Linked DNA regions of Mus musculus: all the other regions are linked to region 2. Evidence: chromatin contacts called from public HiCAR-type and promoter capture Hi-C data. All regions are on one chromosome and are shown on one strand. The core of a region is the stretch at or near the end of the contact, and the rest is flanking DNA. Distances in the headings are between cores, read along the strand shown. Region 1 holds the start of Wdfy1 (WD repeat and FYVE domain containing 1). Region 2 holds the start of Irs1 (insulin receptor substrate 1). Region 3 holds the start of Ap1s3 (adaptor-related protein complex AP-1, sigma 3). Region 4 holds the start of Serpine2 (serine (or cysteine) peptidase inhibitor, clade E, member 2).

Region 1 (2,700 bases), core at 8-2,507, 2.5 Mb before region 2:
TAATCACTTTTTGTACAAAAATCGAAAACTCTTTGGTCAGTAAGAGTTCAGATAGTTCTAGCAGCTATGGTTCAAACAAACAAACAAACAACTGACCCTGAAGCCAGGAGAAGCACAGGAAAGTATACAACCTAACCTCAGCCCCCAAACAAATTAGAAGGAAGAGGTGAATGCCCGTGGGGTTCCATGTAAGGAATAAACAGCCGCACCAGGTCCCAAGGTAATTAGCTACTAGTCCTCTGGGACTTGGAACGGTCCCAGGAGAACACAGGAACTCTGGAGCACCAGGTAAGCCCCAGCCAGGAAGACACAGGAGGCAAAGGTTGGAGCAGCACCACGGGACAGGACGGCAACGGGGGCAAGAGGCTAGCTAGAAGCTAGGACTGGAGTACCGACTCGCAGGGGTGTGCACTGGGAACCCTGGACTGCAAGCCAGCGGTGGGAACAGGGGTTCTGTCAGGATGGGGAGATGGAGGGACTAGGTCCCAGGTTAGAAGGGTGTGGCGAAGGTCCGGAACTAAAGACCTTTGAAGAAAGACTTTGGACTAGAGAGGTCGTGTGAGGTCCAGGGTCCCAGAATGGGTGGGTCCTGAGTGGGATGAGCCCTGTGGATCAGGGTCCCAGACTGGAGATGAATTGTGGAACAGGGTCCCGAGACTGGAGGGGATCTGGAGGGTTGGTCAGTGGTTTATGGTGCTATAGGACGGGGTCCAGGGACAGAAGAGTCTGTGGGTCTGGGTCGGGGTCCCGTGATAAAGGGGGCGCTGGAGAACCTGATTCCGGACTGAAAGGGCGCAGTGGGACGGTCTGGGGCTGTTGGGGTTCCCAAGACTAAAGGCGCGCGGAGGGGGATAGGTCCCAGACTAGGGGAGTAAGACAGATCCGCCTGACGGCACCAGGATCTCGGTGGACTACGGGGACGTGGGAGAGAGGGTGGCCGCTCCGTCCGGGGTGACAACAAGAAGGGAGGCAGAATCGCGGACCCCACGATCCCCACGCCTCGTGGTCGTCACCACCTCACGCCCCGGCCCCCGCGTGCTCCCAGACTCTACCTGTCCTCGCTAGCGGTGATCACGCCGTCCTCCTTGGGGATGAGCAGCGCGGCGGTGACGGCGTCCTGGTGGCCCTCTATCTTGCTCAGCAGCACCGGGCGGCTGCTCTGAGGCCTGGAGTGGATCTCCGCCGCCATGTTCGAGCCGCGGCCTCCCCCGCGGGCGGCCCATCAGCTGACCGCCGGGCGGGGACGCGCCGGTTGCTTAGGGCAACCCAGCCGCGTGTGCTCCACGCCGCCGTAAGCTCGCGAGCACTGCCGCAGATTCCCGTAGTACTTGGTGAAGCCGCACAGTTATAATTCTGTGACCCCGGAAGGAACCCTAAAAAAACAAAAACAAAAACAACAACAAAAAACAGGATCTTGGTGAAGGTTAAAAAGCCAAATAATTCTCCCGGAAACGGATTGAGCTGAGCAGTAGCAGAACACAAGCACCTGCCCCTCAAACAGTATCGCACCGCATCCACCCTAAGAAGCCATTGTTTGAAAGACACACCCCAATTTCAGGCTTGTTAAAAGGTGGAAAAAAAAAAAAAACTCACAAGCAGCTCCCCCTGGGAGCTGCGACTGGTACCATCATCCAAACGCTCATAGCCTGTGCATAATTCTACTCTATGATTGTTAACATTGTGCAAACTACCACAATGGGACACTTTTCTGTTCAGGAGATTGTGACTATCTCCCCACCCCCACCCCCAGTTACAGCTTTCTCCTCCAGTTAGAATATACAATTTTTTATTTACCTCAGCCCGCCCCTCAACACCACCATTTCCTGCCAACTTCCTGTCCGAAGAAAAGCTCTTTTTCCTTAAACCTTCTCCAAATCACCCAGCACCAACCCTTATCCTTCAGTTGCTGTGTTACCCAGATGCCAAATGGCTCCCTCTCCACGAGGCACCCTCTGCTAACACACAGCCAACCTCACTTGTCCAACTGCAGGTGAATTCCTGATGGGTTTTGGCTGGACGACACTGATAGTATGTTTTAAGGGCCATAATCGAGAAACCCAGTCAGAATTTCACACAGCTCCCTTTTCAGCCCTTCATCCCACACACGCTGTTACTACTATTACCCAAACTGCAGTACACACAAACCACGGGTTCTTGACCCACAAACCCTGAACTAAAATAACCCCTTCCTTCCTTCCTTCCTTCAGTTGCCTTTAGTCTGGTAGTTTGCTTCACAGCAGTGAAAAAGGTAACTAATCCAGCGGGAAAATTCTTACTTAGAAAGTACAAGGTTCTGAGTGTTGGGTAGCAGTTTTCTCTGAGGTTAAAAGAGTTCATCTGAGAGGGAAGCTCAGTAAGACAGAGGGTGCTCACAGGGTGTTCGAAGAGAAGGTGAAACTTTGCTGCCTCGGGGAAGCTTCTGGTGCTCCGAAAGTGAACAACTCAAAATAGCTTGAGGAAGTTCCTGAAACTGACCGGATAGTCTAGGCCCCTCCCTAAGCATGTAGAAGTATAAAAATGACTGAGAGACTGACAGATAAGCTGAGCTTCCAGCTGCGTGGGAGGAGCCCAGACTTATTTGGCTGCCTGGAAGAAATCGAGATCAGGCAAGGCCGTGCCTAGAAGAAGCAGAGGCTGGCTGTGTGTCCTAGAAGAGCACATGGCAACTGCCTAAGGATGACACTCTCCAACCTGTGAAGC
Region 2 (2,700 bases), core at 42-2,541:
GATTATGCAGCTGCAGAAGAGCCTGGTACCAGCTGTCTTGCTCAGCCTCGCTATCCGCGGCAATGGCAAAGTGTTCGTCTCGGGTGTAGAGAGCCACCAGGTGCTTGTTCTTGGAGTCAGCCCGCTTGTTGATGTTGAAACAGCTCTCGAGGGGGATCGAGCGTTTGGGGGCGCTCGACTTGTGCCGCCACTTCTTCTCGTTCTCATAATACTCCAGGCGCGCTGGGCCCCCGGCCTCGCTGGCCGCCCGCAGCACGAAAAAGCGCTTATGCATACTCTTGGGCTTGCGCAGGTAGCCCACCTTGCGCACGTCTGAGAAGCCATCGGTATCCGGAGGGCTCGCCATGCTGCTGCGGAGCAGAGGGAGGTGTTGAAAAACTGGGTGAGGGGTGGCTTCTCAGTGCGGCCCCGCACATGCACTCCGGGCTGGAGGAAGCTCGCAGAAATTCTGACTCCAAAATTCACGCTGTTCCTGGAGCTGGGGAGGGGCAGCCGAAGGACGAGGTAACTGCGCCAAGGAAGATAGCCTGATCCGAGTTTAAGGGCGTTTCATGCCCAGAGGGAAGGGCAGTGGGTCTAGGGTGAGTGCAGCCGCAATCTTCCGAGGACTATGTCTCCCCCAGTCCCTGCAGCAGAGAAGGAGCTATGGTGCATCCCTTGCCGCCCCTGGTCGAGTCCGATGTAGGGAGGCAGCGATGGCCCGAGGAGTCCCCGCTTGGCTCTCTAGGCGCGCGCGCCTTCCCTCCCGAGTTCCCCTCTGGAAGTAGCGATTCCCGAGGCAAATTAAATATCCTTGGGCAGGGGGAGGCGGGCTGCCAAGTCCCAACGTTGCACCGGGTTCTCCCTCCTCCTTCTCCTCCTCCTCCTCTGCCTCCTCCCACCCTTCAACCGTCCCCGTCGCCACCAGCCGCCCAAATACCAGCTCAATCGCAGAGACCGCGGCGCTGCGGCTGTTGCTGCTGCTGCTGCTGCTGCTGCCGCCCGAGGACGCGTCCTCTGCAGCCCGCACTCGAGCCCATCTCGGCGGGCGGGGAAAGTGGCTTTTCCACGCGCAACGCTACTGGGCAGCTGGGGGAGCAGGGGACGGTCCAGAGGGACAGGCTCATCCCTGCCCCTAGCTCCAGTCCGCAAGGGAGGAGGGGAGGGGACGAGGGAGGGAGGCGGGGAGCGGGGGAGGTTTGGGAAGAGATCGGGGAAGACGCCCGGTCCTCCCGAGGCGCAGCCGCTGCAGTTACTTCTCTCCTCCTCCCTCCTTCTCCTCCCTCCTCCTCCTCCCTCCTCCTTCCTCCTCCTCGGAGAGTTGCCGAGAGCCCCAACCAAAACAAGCGGCGGCTGCGGCGGCTGGCACCGCGCGCTGGCCCTCTTCAGACCGCGCCGCCGTCTCACTCCAGAGGAGCAAAACACGTGACGGAGCCTCTGCGCTCAGCAGCCTGGCCGCCGCCGGGAGGCTCCAGCCCGGGTCTCTCTCCCTCTCCCTGCTCGCTCTACATTCCGGGCCGAGCCCGCCCCACGCCCGCCCCTCTCCACCCCCTGGCCGTGCCGCAGAGGCGCCCGCGCTGGCCCTTTGCTGCAGCGCTCGGGCAGCGCCCCTGCGTGGCCGGCAGAGCCCGGGGCGCTGTGTCTCCCACGCCCGTGCCACCCAGAGCGCCCCCGGCCCGTAGGAATCCCCGCGGCGGGAGGGCAGGCTTGTTTGGGTGGCTACCGGAAAGCAGGAGGGGAGTCTGGGAAAACGGGAGGGGGGGATCTGGGGAAGACGCAGGAGTGAGGGAGGGGGCAGTGAGAGGGGGGGTGCACTGCGGCTGCAGAGCCCCGAGAGGGTGGGGGCGCTGGGGCGGAGGGGACGCGGGTGACCTGCTAGCTCTCACCCAACAGGTAAAGGCGACCCCCGGGAGGCAGCTGGATGTCGGTGTCTGGGTGAGAGGCCCTGGTAGGGAGATCTACATTTTTGTAAGATTTTCTAAAGGACTTCTGAGCCAGTCTTCCACCTGGAATCTCCGGACGTACCGTGGTGAAGCACCTGGAAGAAACAGAGAGGGACGCCCAAGGGCAATGACTGTTGGCTAGGTTAGGGTCTCTCGGAATCGCGACCTGGGATCTCACACCTGGCACTATTAGCCGCTGATCACTAAGGAAATAAAATGTAAAAGTCACCATTTCTCTTCCTTCATGCAGGTGAAGAGGGATTCACACTTAAGGGTTAGTTAGTGCAAAAGGTGGGGGGCGGGGGCTGGAGGAAACCTGGCACCCCTTATCACATTCGTAAGTCTATTTGTGATTTTTTTTAAAGATGTAAAGGACCTTCAGAGAGTTCCTAAGTGTACACCCTTACTGTGTATATGTTAGCAGATGTTTGTTTCATAGTTTGCACGAGCATTAGACGACCCTATACACTTTTAACCTTGACCACAAGGATAAGTGGGAGACAAGGATAAGTGGCTAGGCTGCACAGGAAAATGGGTACTTCTTGATGAAAACGGGTCAGCAGCCTCTTTGCAAAGCCTATTTCTTAGTCTCACCACAAGCAGACGCTCCCCAAAGTTTTTTTTTTTCTTTTTCTTTTTAAGATGACCTATAAATCAAGCAGGGTGTCCCTGTCTAGCCCAACCGGCATTAAAGACCTACAAATGTGACGTTGCTCCCAGTGCTTAAAGCCATTCTACTCTAGCCATGGGCGGTTCTAGTTTTCCACCTCTTTTCCTA
Region 3 (2,700 bases), core at 195-2,694, 2.6 Mb before region 2:
GGGACTGGAGGGAAAGCTGGAGAACCTTCCCAGATTCTGAAGGTCATTTGACACGAGAGGAGAAAAACAAAACTCCCACCTTGTGCTGTTTAGAACTCAGGGCCTTACCTCAAATCCTGCCCCTTCCTCAAGAAGTAAGCAGCTTTGGGCTCCATAGATACTTGGGAACCAGCCTTCATCCCACCTCCATTAGGCAAATGAGCTATCTTCCTGGGTACCTTGTTCCTTGGGAAACTTGAGCAAGCCAAGAGAGCTGCTCCGTTATTTACAGGGGCCTTTTTGCACCCTGCATTTACCTCAACAAACAAAAAATGGGCACGCTGGGAACCCTGCCGACATCCTCTGGGCTATCTGTCCGGGTGTCTCAGCAATGGACTACTCCAACTCAACCTTCTTTCTAAAGTCACCTGCTCTCTGTCGTGCATCCAGAGAGTGCCTTCAGGAGGTCACTTCTCTGAGAATTTGGGAAGTGTGCACAACCAGGGAAGTGGGACAGGCTACCAAACTAGTCACTGTCCCAGCAGAAAGCCAGCGCGAGAGAAACCTCAGGTATTGCTTCCACCCAGAGCTGGATATCCACTTCTGAGTGTAGCGGGTCTCCGGGCTTTCATCTTGATAGGAATTCCACCCCACGCCCCCACCCCCCCACATCTCAGTCCATTCTCCATCATCAATCAAAGGGTTCAGGAAGTGTAGAATGGATACGGTCACTACTCCTGTTAAAATTCGAGCGAATCAAAACCCAAAACTCTACTTTATGAAGAACTGCTACCTGGTATCCCTCCCGCCTCTCCAGCCACAAACCGGGGTTTCATTTCTCCTCTTCACAGTCGCTCACCCCTCCAACTGCTGCGCTCTACCAAAACACCTCGGGGAGCTCAAATGTCACTTCCTCAAAAAGGCCACCAAATCAAAAATTACCTCTCAGGCGGGTTTCTTGAGGCTTGGGAGTTCTCCTCGCTCTGGAAAGTTATTTTTATTTCACCATTCCATCACCGTCTCTTTCCCTAGGCATCCTTTCCTACCAGTGTTAAGCACCTGGTCCCCCGCGACATCCCCAGCGCCTGGCTCGGACCAAGCGATCAGAGAAAGAGACTGAAATGAATGAAGAGCGGTGCCCGGTGTCCGTGGGACTCGCAGGAACGGGGAGACCTGCACTGTCCGGAGCAGCCGGGCCACCCTCGCCTGTGACTCGGCGGTACCCAGAGCCAGGTTAGGCGCGTACCCCCTCCCCAGCCGCGTGTTCGGCCCTGGAGCCGCAGGTGTCACCTGGAGCGCGCACCGCCTCGACCAGCTCCATCACGATGCTCAGCCCTACTCACCATGGTCCCGGGTCCCTACAGCAGCGATTGCCCGGGATGCGAGGGCCAGAAGAGACTGTAGCAGCCCGGGCGGCTGACAGGTGAGGCGCTAGCCTCAGACCATGGCTACTTCCCACAATGCCCTTGAACTGAAAGTTTGCAGACTCCTCCCCGCACCGGGCTGCTCCTCCCCTCCGCTCCTCCCACACACCTTCCTCCTGGCTTCCTCAAATTGTGTCACTCCTTCTCTGCCTCTTCACAAGCCTCCCGCTCCAGCTCCCCCTTTTACCCTTTCTCACTCCCTCCTCCTCCCCCTGGTTCTTCCTTTGCTCTCCTGCGCCACGGGGACCCCGCAGTTCGCCACGCCCCTCATCACCGCTAGCCCCACCCAGGGCAGTGCTTACACCTGCGCGCGCACCTTCTGCGCTGACCGCGCCTGGTGCCCCAGCTTCCCTTTTGGTCTGGGGTCTGCGATCCTTCTTCTGCTGCCACGTTGTGTGCTTCATGAATGGGACTGGCGACCTTCCGCCAAAAGAAGATGCTTGCCTTTACACCTGAGAAAAGTGTAAAAAGCAGTCTGGCCCTACACCTCAGGGAGAGAGCAGTTCCCAGAGCTAGAAATACATGAAAAATGTTTTCACACACACTCCCTTGAGTTTTGTTTTGCTTTTTACCAAAATTGCAATTCAAGAACATTCATAGCCCTCTCCGCTTAAAGTTTTCTATTACATTAAGGTACTGAAACTCGGGGGGGGGGGGAGTGGTGTTTGTTTTTCTTCAGCTGTTTTTCTTCCCCTTGATTTTTAGGCCTAGACTGTTTTGTTATTTAAATTAAAATATAATTACATCATTTTCCCCTTTCTTCCCTTAAATTCCCCTCTTCCCCAGGTATACCCACCCACCCTGCCCCGGCGCAGTTTCATTTGAAATCGTGGCTTCTTTTTTCTTTAGGGGTGTGTGTGTGCGTGTGTGTGTGTGTGTGTGTGTGTGTGTGTGTGTGTGTGTTACTGCTCGGTCTTTTAGTGTTGCTCTTATGTGTATGGTTTCAGGACAGACCACTTGGTATTGGCTAAACAATTAGGGGAGTTTTAAGCCGGAATAAAGAATCTCCAGGTCTCCGAGTTCTAAGCAGAGTTTTAGCACAGATTGATTTGGGGAGAATGGGCTGGTTTCGCCATATACCCAAAGAGAGACAATGACTCTTAAAGGTTAACCTTTGTCTAAATGGCTCTTAGACCCATAAGTCGACGGAATTCCTCTCCAGGATCTAATCTGAACCATCTGCAGGATATAGACACCCCGTGCCCCCCCAGCCCCCATCTAGGAACAGGAAAGCAAAGAGAACTCCAGCTGGGCTCCCGAATTCCTGCCACTAATGCCTTTCCTTCATGCCAGGCCC
Region 4 (2,700 bases), core at 25-2,524, 2.4 Mb before region 2:
CTGAACAAAAATTTCAAACACTACTCTGAAAAAAACAGCTAAAACTCCATTGTTGACGGTTCCATTATCTGTGGCGAAGCTCTTGAGATTTTTTTTTTTTTTTTTTTTTTTTTTGCTTAAATGTTGCCAACAGGGTATAATTATTGTTTTAGAACCACAGAAAGTGTTCAAAGCACCTTCAATTTTTAAGTGTGCTTCAGATACACAAATCGGTAATGCTGACATTTCTCCCATTATCTGTATTCCCATTCAGATACAAAATCTCCAAAGTACAAGATGATCAGATCAATTGTTCTAGAACAGTTCAGAAAAGTAAACTGCCTCCTGGCTTGAAAGAGAAAAGTTAAACCTTCAAACACCTTTTTATGTTCATGCTAAATATAAGAACGTTCCCAGCAAAGTAGTCAAAGCAAGATCCAGCGGCGTTTGGAGATTTCTCTGGAGAGACACGCGGAGATTCTGTTTTGTTCATTAAAACACTAAAAATCCTCAACAGCACCTTCCCTAATACCTGAAGGTGGAGTGCTGTCTTATGTAATAGCAGCTTTCCCTCTCTGCTCATCGTGGGGGCAAATTAAATACCTAATTCCTCCGAGGATTTCTGAGTACTTTCACCTTACCTGGAGTCACTCACCGGCCTCGCAATTCCCTGGTCCACAGATGATGAAAATAAATAAGAAATCGCAAAGAGCTGCTACTGTATCCTAGGGACAAGCCTGTTGCAAAGGCCAGTGTGAACTGAAGTCCTTCCCCAAACCGCTGCCCACCTCCACACTGCACAGGCAAAGGTTACAAGTGAGAGCCGGTCGCCCGGGACAGGGACCCGCGCACGGGAAAAGTGTGGGGTCGGTGCTACCCGTGAGTGCCCAGTCGCCTCGGGTTCAGGGTCACGGTTTGCAGTCCTGCTGGACCCACCCCGAGCTCGGCGAGCGTTCCGTCAGCCTCCGGCACACCTGGACGCCCAAACCCTCGGGGACAGGGACGCGGGAGCCAGGAGCGCTCGCAGCGGGGCCCGAGGCGGTTCGAGAAAGTTCCCGCCCCAGCAACCGGTCGCGGTGCTGCCCCGGGGACAGTCCCCGGCTCCCCTCCGAGCAGCGGGAACCCCGCAGCTGCTACTCACCCGTCCTCGCTTGGATCCCCAGGTGGCGGCCGAAACCGGGAGGGAGATCGGCGCTGCGCGGCGGTGGGGGACAGGCGGCGGTGACGGTGACGCGTGCAGCCCGCACTCCCGTGCAACCACTGCACTAGCCGGCCGGGCCGCGCGGGGGCTTTATCGCCGCCGCCGCCCCCGCCCCTTCCTGCCTCCCCCGCCCCCCGGCCCGCCCCGCCCCGCCTTCCCGCCGCCGCCTTTGTGTGGCAGCCGGCCGCAACGTCTCTGCACCGCAGGGGACTTTAGGACGCCCCCCTGCCCGACCCGCGGTCGCCAGATGCCGCCCTCTCGCGGGGGTTGGGGGGTTCGGGTCCCCAGAAAGCTCCGGCCAGACGCGCCGGGCTCGAGGTGCGGCGCCAACCCCCGGTCGAGCTGCACGTGGATCGTCCGGATGAGCCTGTGGGGAGTGGAGAGGAGTGGGCGACACAGAAGCCAGTGGTGTGCCCCTGAGACGCAAGACGCGTCGTCTGGGGGTGTTGGGGGGGGGGTGACAGTGTGCAATCCTGCAGGTGATGGAAATAACGGAGCTAGGACGTGGAGGTCTAGAACAGGTCCTCCAGGTGCCCCAGAGTCAACTTATCCCTGCTTAGTGGATGAGCTGGCTGTGGGATTCCTAGGCACATGACAAGCAAGGACATGCAGAAAACTGACCCCTTGCTTGTGGTGATAGCATGAAGTACTCTCAGAGCTCCGAAGATCCAGGTGTTTTGAACCTACACCTTCAGCCCCTGAGACCTTATCAGACCCAAGGCCAGCAACAGATGGCTGTTATGTCCCATGGTCTGTTACCTGAGTGTCCCTTTCTGCATTCTTCAGTCCTCTGCTCAGGTTAGGTTTGTAGGGACTTTCATGGTAGTCTCTGTTGCCTTTGGTGCAACGCCCTCCCTATCAGGCCCCATGTTTGGCCCCAATGAAGAAAAAACAGCCGTAAATCTCTTTAGGGCTGTGAAATAAACTGCACCTAGTGCTAGAGCAACTCAGATCTCTGAGCAACCACACTGACACAGCTGTGTCCATGACAGACACTCCCCCACCCGTGTGTGTGAGTGTGTGTGTGTGTGTGTGTGTGTGACTTGAAAAACTGAGAGCAGCTTTCCAGATGAAGGCATTAGGGACTGAGGGTGTGGCTAGGTGGTAGGGTGCTTGCCTCAGATGCACAAGGCACTGGATTAGGGTGCAGTGCTACAGATAGGAGGGGAAGCAGATAAGAAACTACTAGAGCAGTGGTTCTCAACCTTCCTAATGGTGCAGCCCTTTAATAGGTATGGTTCCTCATGTTGTGGTGCGCCCCCCCCCCCCCATAGCACTATTATTTTCCTTCTTACTTCATAACTGTGACTTTGCTACTGTTATGAGTTGTCATATAAATATCAGTGTTTCCGGATGATCTCTGTGAAAAGGTCATTTGACCCCTCAAGGGGTCATGACTCACAGACTGAGAATCACTATACTAGAGAGCCAAGTTTGAAGTGTGAGTGAAGGCAGATGCACAGAGCTTGCTGGTTTCTCTGCATCTGCTTCTATCTCACCATCTTCATGCTGACACTGCT

What was found. Promoter capture Hi-C pulls out the DNA fragments that hold promoters and counts their contacts. HiCAR-type assays count read pairs that join an accessible place to other places.
Region 1: a contact with region 2 is called in a HiCAR-type map of astrocytes, with 4 times the contacts expected there. The contact joins the promoter of Wdfy1 here to the promoter of Irs1 in region 2.
Region 3: a promoter capture Hi-C map of pre-B cells shows a contact between it and region 2, with 5 times the contacts expected there. The contact joins the promoter of Ap1s3 here to the promoter of Irs1 in region 2.
Region 4: a promoter capture Hi-C map of hippocampal neurons shows a contact between it and region 2, with 2.8 times the contacts expected there. The contact joins the promoter of Serpine2 here to the promoter of Irs1 in region 2. A contact is called at or near these places in 1 of 39 promoter capture datasets (hippocampal neurons) and 1 of 115 datasets of contacts at active chromatin or transcription factors (astrocytes).

The regions. Positions count from the first base shown.
Region 1 is chr1:79,760,512-79,763,211 of GRCm38.p6, forward strand. Wdfy1 (WD repeat and FYVE domain containing 1) reads right to left here and starts at 1,258. Exons shown (of 12, transcript NM_001111279.1): 1 at 1,053-1,258. The coding sequence starts at 1,189.
Region 2 is chr1:82,290,148-82,292,847 of GRCm38.p6, forward strand. It overlaps Irs1 (insulin receptor substrate 1), which reads right to left and starts at 1,292. Exons shown (of 2, transcript NM_010570.4): 1 at 1-1,292. The coding sequence starts at 346.
Region 3 is chr1:79,670,528-79,673,227 of GRCm38.p6, forward strand. It overlaps Ap1s3 (adaptor-related protein complex AP-1, sigma 3), which reads right to left and starts at 1,445. Exons shown (of 5, transcript NM_183027.2): 1 at 1,323-1,445. The coding sequence starts at 1,325.
Region 4 is chr1:79,857,391-79,860,090 of GRCm38.p6, forward strand. It overlaps Serpine2 (serine (or cysteine) peptidase inhibitor, clade E, member 2), which reads right to left and starts at 1,275. Exons shown (of 9, transcript NM_009255.4): 1 at 1,121-1,275.